Linked DNA regions of Danio rerio: region 1 is linked to region 2. Evidence: chromatin contacts called from public Hi-C data. All regions are on one chromosome and are shown on one strand. The core of a region is the stretch at or near the end of the contact, and the rest is flanking DNA. Distances in the headings are between cores, read along the strand shown. Region 1 overlaps fbxo41 (F-box protein 41). Region 2 holds the start of fbxo41 (F-box protein 41).

Region 1 (3,775 bases), core at 234-2,733, 84 kb before region 2:
GTTGGCGGTTCATTCCGCTGTGGCGACCCCGGATTAATAAAGGGACTAAGCCGACAAGAAAAAGAATGAATGAATGAATAAATAAAGAAATGAGCATGCTGTGCTATGCAGAATAAAATATTAATTGAGCTATGTAGTGAAGAATTATAGCTACTATTTATAAGTAAACTGGATTTAAATTAATTGTGTGAAATCTTATAAGCATGAGTTACAACTAATCCCTCTGTCTGCTACTACTTGCCCTGTAGGTAGGGTAAATAGTAACATTATACTCCTGGCTCTTTTAGCAATACTGCACAGAAACCTGCAATCTTACAACCAGGAGAGGTTGTAAGATTGTAAGACACACAAAAGTAGGAGAGGTTTGTGTGTTGTTGGTAAAAAACAAATGGTTTGTCTAACCCCATTACTTTGTTCACTATGGTCAAAACCAAAAAGTGTTACTTTGTGCCCCGCTCTCCACTATGAGATAAAAACATGTAATAATACTCCAATCTACAGACTGGTACTACTCCCAACTCGAGTTTTATGGAAGCAAAAACAGATTTTTTTTTTTTTGAGATATCATGTTTTATACTGTAATTTAAAAAGTTCAATTGCAAAAAACAAAACATGATTTAAGCAAATTACTAAACCTGGAGATTTTAGGAGACTAAAAACTTTTAAAAGATGTTGGCAATTTTTACCATCAAGAGATGTAGTTATTATCAGCATTAAATGTTTTTTTTTTACAGTGATTAAATAGATATTCTTCAAGACAGGACTTTCTGTATGAAATTTGTTCTAAAATCTATAGGACAATCAAAGAGAAACACACTTTACATCATTATGAACACCTCCTCATGTACAGTAGAGGTGAATGAGGTGCAGAGCTTAAGGAGTTTAAGCTGACTTAAACTTGCTCAGAGAAAAGCTGCTGCTATCAATCATTGTTTACTTCACTAATGATAAAGGGATCAATGATGAAGTTCAATGATGAAGGGATTGATCCAATAGGCCTATTGATAGAACAATTTGTGAAAAAAATTAAGCAGTATTTTGTAGTATTTTTAAAATACAAAAATACAGTATTTTATTTTGATACATTTGTGACTGCTGCATTTTGTAGTTCATTTTGATACACTGAAAATTGAGGTTTTTAGTAACTAATTTTAAAATACATTTCAATGTATTTTCCACATCCCAGTATTTCCCTGTATAGCACCAAAACCATAAAAAAGTGTGAAATAAAGTACAGTTGAATACAATTAAATAACGATAGAGATTCAGGATTATACTTTGAAAAAAAACAAAAACATATTTAAACATATTTGAATAATGTAACTCTTTTAATATTTTATTTTTTTAATTAAAACATAACGTAAACAGTTTTATTAATATATTAATATTAATGCTGTACATTTTCTGAGGCCCTCTAGTGGACTACTGCTTGAGAAGCGCCGCTTTTACTGGCCACATTCTGCATTACCACTGATTCCCATGATGTGGCGCCAGAGTCAAAATGAGGAGAGTTTTCATTTTCCGTCCCTTATTTCACTGCCTCCCACAGGTTCTGAAGATCCTCCAAATCAAGCAATCAGCAAGACATTTCTATCTCACAGCTCCAGCCTGACAGACCCAGATCTCCTGAGTCACACACACACACACAATCTGCTGGAGATCTAATAAGACAGAGACTGAAGAAACGGGTGCTGGCAGATTCGCCTACATTTAGAAAACACTTCAGATCAATCAAGCAAAATCTGGCAAAAGTTGTGACTCAAACAGACTCTTAAAAAATCACAGAGAACTAACGGTCCTGCTGCCTGAGCCTTCACCTGCGCATGAGCACGACGTGTGTGAATACACTCAAATACAAATGTCAGTGGTAGAAATGGGATAAATCAGACATGATCAACAGCCTAGAGACTCTGTTACTCTAACCGATATAAAATAACCCAAAATCAAACTATTAGTGGGGTCGAAAAAGTGAATTGTATTATGAAATATAATATCACAATGTATTAAATATCACAATAAAAAAATATGTAATTTGTATGGAATAATTGTATGGAATCTTATAAAATATATTATAATAAATAGAAAGCCAACATACTGTTATGCTACTTACAACATACTTGAGAAGGCCAATACTGTTATGCTACATAAAATTCTTCTTCTTCTTCTTAAGACTATTTTAAGAAGGCATCTCCTCTAGCTACCGCTTACATCAACCTAGCAACTGTTCCATAGACTTCTTTAAAAAAAGAAACTGCCATTGCCTTTACATTGAACAAACACCAATCCATACAAACAATACACTAATCCATACTAGAAACACACTAACAAACAAACTAATCATACTAAATTCATGTTAACAACATGCTAGTTTATGCTAGAAACATGCTAGCAACATGCTAATTCATACTAGAAACATGCTAATTTCATACATTCATTCATTTTCTTTTCGACTTAGTCCCTTTATTAATCTGGGGTTGCCAAAGCAGAATGAACCGCCAACTTGTCCAGCATGTTTTATGCAGCGGATGCCCTACCAGCGGCAACGCATCACTGGGAAACACTCACACATTCACACACATACACTATAAACAATTTTAGCTTACCCAATTCACCTGTACCACATGTCTTTGGACTTGTGAAGGAAACCGGAGCACCCGGATGAAACCCACGCAAACATAGGGAGAACATGCAAACTCCACTTACCTTAACAACTGCCTAGCAACCACTCAGAGCACCCTAGCGACCACCTATCAACAACTTAGCAATGACCTAGAACACCTAAGCAATTGCCTAGCTACCACCAAGCAACATCCTAGCAACCACCTAGCAATCAATCAGAACACCCTAGCGACCACCAAGCAACACCCTAGCAACCATTAGCAACATCCTAAGCTATGACCTAGCAACACCTTAGCACCAACCTAGCAAGACCTTAGCAACAACCTAGCAGCACCTTAGCAACCACCTAGCAACCACCTAACAACACCTTAGCAATTACCTAGCAATACCCTGGCAACACCTTAGCAATGACCTAAAACACCTTATCAACCGCATACCGACCACCTAGCAATTCCTTAGCAACCACTTAGAACACCCTAGCAACCAACTAGCAATGTCCTAGCAACCACAAAAACACTAAAGCAATGCCTTAGCAACTACTCAGAACACCCTACCAACCGCATAGCAACAACTTGCAACTGCCTAGCCACACTTTAACTATCTGGAACACCCTAGCAACCACCCAGCAACCAGTTAGAACACCTTAACATACCGCCTAGCAAAGCCTTAACAATCAGTCAAAACATCCTAGCAACCGCCTAGCAACCATGCAGAACACCCTAGAAACCATTTTATAAAACTACTTCAGTGATTCATTAATTCATTTTCTTTTCAACTTAGTCCCTTTATTAATCTGAGGTCGCCACAGTGGAATAAACCACCAACTTATCAAGCATGTTTTACACAGCAGATGTCCTTCCAGCTGTAACCCATCACTGGGAAACATCCATACACACTCATACACACACATACACTAGGGACAATTTTAGTTTACCCAATTCACCTATAGTGCATGTCTTTGGAGTGTGGGGGAAACCCGAGCTCCCGGAGGAAACTCACACGAACAGGGGAAGAACAAATGTCAGCTGACCCAGCCAAGGCTCGAAACAGCGACCTTCTTGCTGTGAGGCGAACGTGCTAACCACTGCGCCACCGTGCAGCCATACTTCAATGATTTAAACTGTAAAACTACTTCAAACTTTCAGACTTGACTTTC
Region 2 (3,973 bases), core at 619-3,118:
ATTCACTTCTTGATTATTTGCAAAAGTGGCAGAAGGTAGATTTTTCTGATGAATCATCAGCATCCCAATCATCACAAATACTGCAGAAGACCTACTGGAACCCACATGGACCCAAGATCCTCACAATGTTTGGTGAAGAAAAAATCATGGTTTGGGGTTACATTCAGTATGGGGCAGTGCGACAGATCTGCAGAGTTGATGGCAACATCAACAGCCTGAGGTATCAAGACATTTGTGCTGCCCATTACATTACAAACCACAGGAGAGGGCAAATTCTTCAGCAGGATAGCGCTCCCTCTCATACTTCAGCCAATAAAATCAAAGTTCGCTAAAGCAAAAAAGTTCAAGGTGCTCCAGGATTGGCCAGCCCAGTCACCATTCCATAATACCAGAAAAATCATTCTCATAATATTTTTTATTAAGAATATCTAGTAACCTCAGCTAAATGTAACAGGATCTTTTTTAAGCTTTCAGTTGGACAATATAGCTACAAACTAATATCCCAAATAATATGTAGATCCATCAACCCGTGTGTTATCGGCTGAAATGTGGTATCTATCACTGTAGAAATAAAGATGGATGATGTATTCTTGCCTTTGGAGATCTTTGGCATGTTCAATTGTTAGACCGAGCCTGCAGGATGCTCAAAACTTTACCTCAAACATCCAGATACACTGTACTGGGTTAATACTTAACCTGTACATCCTGCCACCAGCCTGTTAAGCACAAAGAAGCAAACCCTGTAGATCAGCCCAGTGAAGGAACGGGCTTCCCTCTTAACACTGTTTCCCTCACTCAAGTGATCGCCAATGGCAGAAGGCTGACACTTCATGAATGCATTAAGCCATCAATCCAATCTACTGTCAATGCTCACTGAGAAAAGGACGAGAGGAACGGGAATGGGATCCGTCTCCCACTGACTTCTAATAGATCTGAATGGGTAGCCAACACTGAGAGGATGTAAACGGCATCTAACAAGCCGTGAACGTCAAGGGATCAAAGGTGTTCCTGCTGGTTGATGTATAGAGTACTTTGAGAATAGAAACTAGATTTTTTTTAAAGCTGTTAAAGCAATGCTCATTTTGGCTTCACAAAGCCTGCCAAGAAAGTTTCATTAGCTTAAATTTTGACAGACAGACATACAGATAGATAGATAGATAGATAGATAGATAGATAGATAGATAGATAGATAGATAGATAGATAGATAGATAGATAGATAGATAGATAGAGTTCTTATGGTTTATAAAAAGATTTGGTGAAAATTATATTTCTTCCACATAATTTATATATTATTTAAAGAAAATCCTGACTTTGACCATTAGTCTATGTGCATGACTGCATATTGATGAGACTATTAGCACCATATTTTACCATAAAATGTGACAAAATACTAGTTCTAGTTATCACGTTTTTCCGTTTTGATCCACTTATTATTTTTAGACATTGTGTTTCATGTTTTATTCATCTTGATTTATCATATCAGTTATCTTGTGTGTTTTTTCTGGTTAAACTGACATGAACCGTGGAACTAAAGACTGGGACTCACCAAGCCGATGATGAGCAGTTGAGTAGTGTTGTTTGGTGTTTTCCACATGTTGTCTCTTGTCGGACTTGGACGAAGATCAACAAATTCGGCATGTTCAATCGGCATCAGAGAGTGTTCTTATTGGCTGTTCAGGTACATACAAATCTGAAGCAATGAAACAAAACAAACGAGCAAAGTGGAACACAAAAGCTGGCAGCCATTTTGTTGCATTTCTTAAATATTTGCAAACAATATAGATATACATTTAAAACTATTCCCGCATACCACACATGCGCTCCTGTGTGAATCTCGGTTGTTTGCATGCACGTCAATAACATATGCACTGCTCATGCGCCGTGAAACCGAAGTAATAGTCTTTTGTGCAGAGGTGTCGGCATGCAGCGAGTTTTGCAAGTTGACAAAATTAAAGTTTAAGGAATATGATAATGCATTGCTATAAAGCAGAAAGGAAGGATGAAGAGTCCGGGAGCTAAGACTTTATAACATTAATTCTCAGCCATGAGTCGGATCTAAAACAACAGATTTTTTTTTAATTGAATTGAATTAAATTGTCATAATATTCATGCAAAGGTTTTCTTAAGTGATCTTAGCATATCACTCCAGTTGTTACATGGTTTTCCAGTAACATTTAGGATTTATTTCTGCTTTTTATTCAGAATAATAATTTTATAATAATATTAATATTATCAAAGATAAATAAATTGTTATATTTATTGAAAAATAAATATTACAAAATAAAGGGGAGGGGTGTATGGGGTGGTTTGCCCAGGGTGCCATTTAAACTAGAACCGCCACTATTTATGGACAGAACCAGATTCAGCAGACGCAGTGACAACATTTGACGTCAGCTTGATGTCTATGTTTATGTTCATGTAACACATAGCATAGCACGTAGACATAGCTTGGTGTGTCCAGGGCTTTATAGTGTTGACTATGTTATTAGAGTCGAGTATTTTATTACAGTATGGCAATACAAACAGTCAAGGTCAGGATTATCAGTGAATTCATTCATTCATTTTCCTTCAGCTTAGTCCCTTTATTCACCAGGGGTAGCCACAGCAGAGTGAACTTATCCTGCATATGTTTTACGCAACGGATGCCCTTCCAGCTGCAAACCAGTACTGGGAAACACTCTCACATTCACACATATACACATATACTGACCCAGCTGGATCTCGAGCCAGCAACCTTCTTGCTGTGAGGCGACAGTGCTAACCACTCAGCCGCCGTGTTGGCTGATTATTACTAAATAGTACAATAAATTTCAATTTGTCTTCCCTAAACTTTACATGCCCAGAACACTTGGAATCTATGCCATGTGTCACATAGGATCATTCGTTGATACAATTGGTTTTTTTTTAAAAGCTTGATGCTGATTGCTACTCACTGTCATTTTAAGAACAAGCTTAATCAGGATTCTTTTATTATTATTATTTCTCCTGTTGTGGTTGAAAAACAGAAGAAATTGCATATGGCATCAGAAAAAGCACCAGGGTTAGTAAACTATGACTGAATGTTCATTTTGAGCTGAATGATCCCTTTAACAGACCGTTAGCTTTGACAAAAGTCTTTGATTTGTCAGCAAAATGAAGCAGATTAAAATCAAAGTTGTGAAAAATAGCTCAAGTGCCCTCGCCGATAGAAAATCTCACATCTATCTAGGTGAAGATTGTGTTGTGCACAGGGAGTGACCATGTCTTATATATATCCTAATGTAATTTCAAACAGACAGCAGTGTAGCCAAATCTCTATCGGAAACACTTCCTCTCAGTAGTAAATGCCGATAATTACTGTAGAGAAGAGTCTACATGTGTCCTCCCAGTGCTTCACACACATCTCACCTGATGTGGCCTCTCGAGGATAAGAAAACTAGGCTTTCTACTAAGAGGAAACAACTGTTGTTTCCTGCTCTGCTTTTAAAGGTATTGTCCTATTTAATTTGCACACACACATACACACACACCAGCATTCAGCCTATGTCATTTCAGTAATTAACACACGTTAGAAGAAGTCAAATAATTATACAATTTATAATGGCCTGGTAATTAAGGGTATAATTGAAGGGTATTTCTGAGTGCTCAAGCACTGTAGGATACTAGCAGAGGTCAGTTTCATCCTCCGTCATTCTCTTGCCTACCCACTGGTCAAGTAGAGTCCTTAAAGAGCTACTGAGTTTTCACAGCAAGGTCCCCAAAAAGATCTCCCACATTTCAGGGCCCCCCCTTCACTCTCGGTGACAATCCATTTCCAGCAAAAAGCCACAGTGGGAGGGAGCGGATCTCAGTGTGAAGGAGAGGGGGTGGGGAGATGACAAGGCTCTTACGCTTCAGTTTCTGCTCAAACAGATGGGAAAAAAGAATAAAAACCTGACTTTTTTTCACAATACCATGCACATATTCCCCAGAGACCAATAACAAATAACACAG

Evidence for each region. Hi-C and Micro-C count contacts between places; a contact is called where the count stands out from the background.
Region 1: a contact with region 2 is called in a Hi-C map of embryo, with 2.0 times the contacts expected there. The contact joins the enhancer-like site here to the promoter of fbxo41 in region 2. A contact is called at or near these places in 3 of 18 Hi-C or Micro-C datasets (caudal fin, embryo and an unstated tissue) and 1 of 4 datasets of contacts at active chromatin or transcription factors (caudal fin).

What each region holds. Positions count from the first base shown.
Region 1 is chr1:44,972,724-44,976,498 of GRCz12tu, reverse strand. The region is part of intron 6 of fbxo41 (F-box protein 41); the gene reads right to left. Among named protein-coding and RNA genes, the nearest start is that of rnf24, 79 kb to the left of the region's middle. Within about 2 kb of position 1,483, at least 15 of the 62 cell types and tissues checked have an H3K27ac peak or open chromatin away from gene starts, as enhancers often do.
Region 2 is chr1:44,888,628-44,892,600 of GRCz12tu, reverse strand. fbxo41 (F-box protein 41) reads right to left here and starts at 1,868. Exons shown (of 14, transcript XM_073953180.1): 1 at 1,790-1,868; 2 at 1,548-1,691.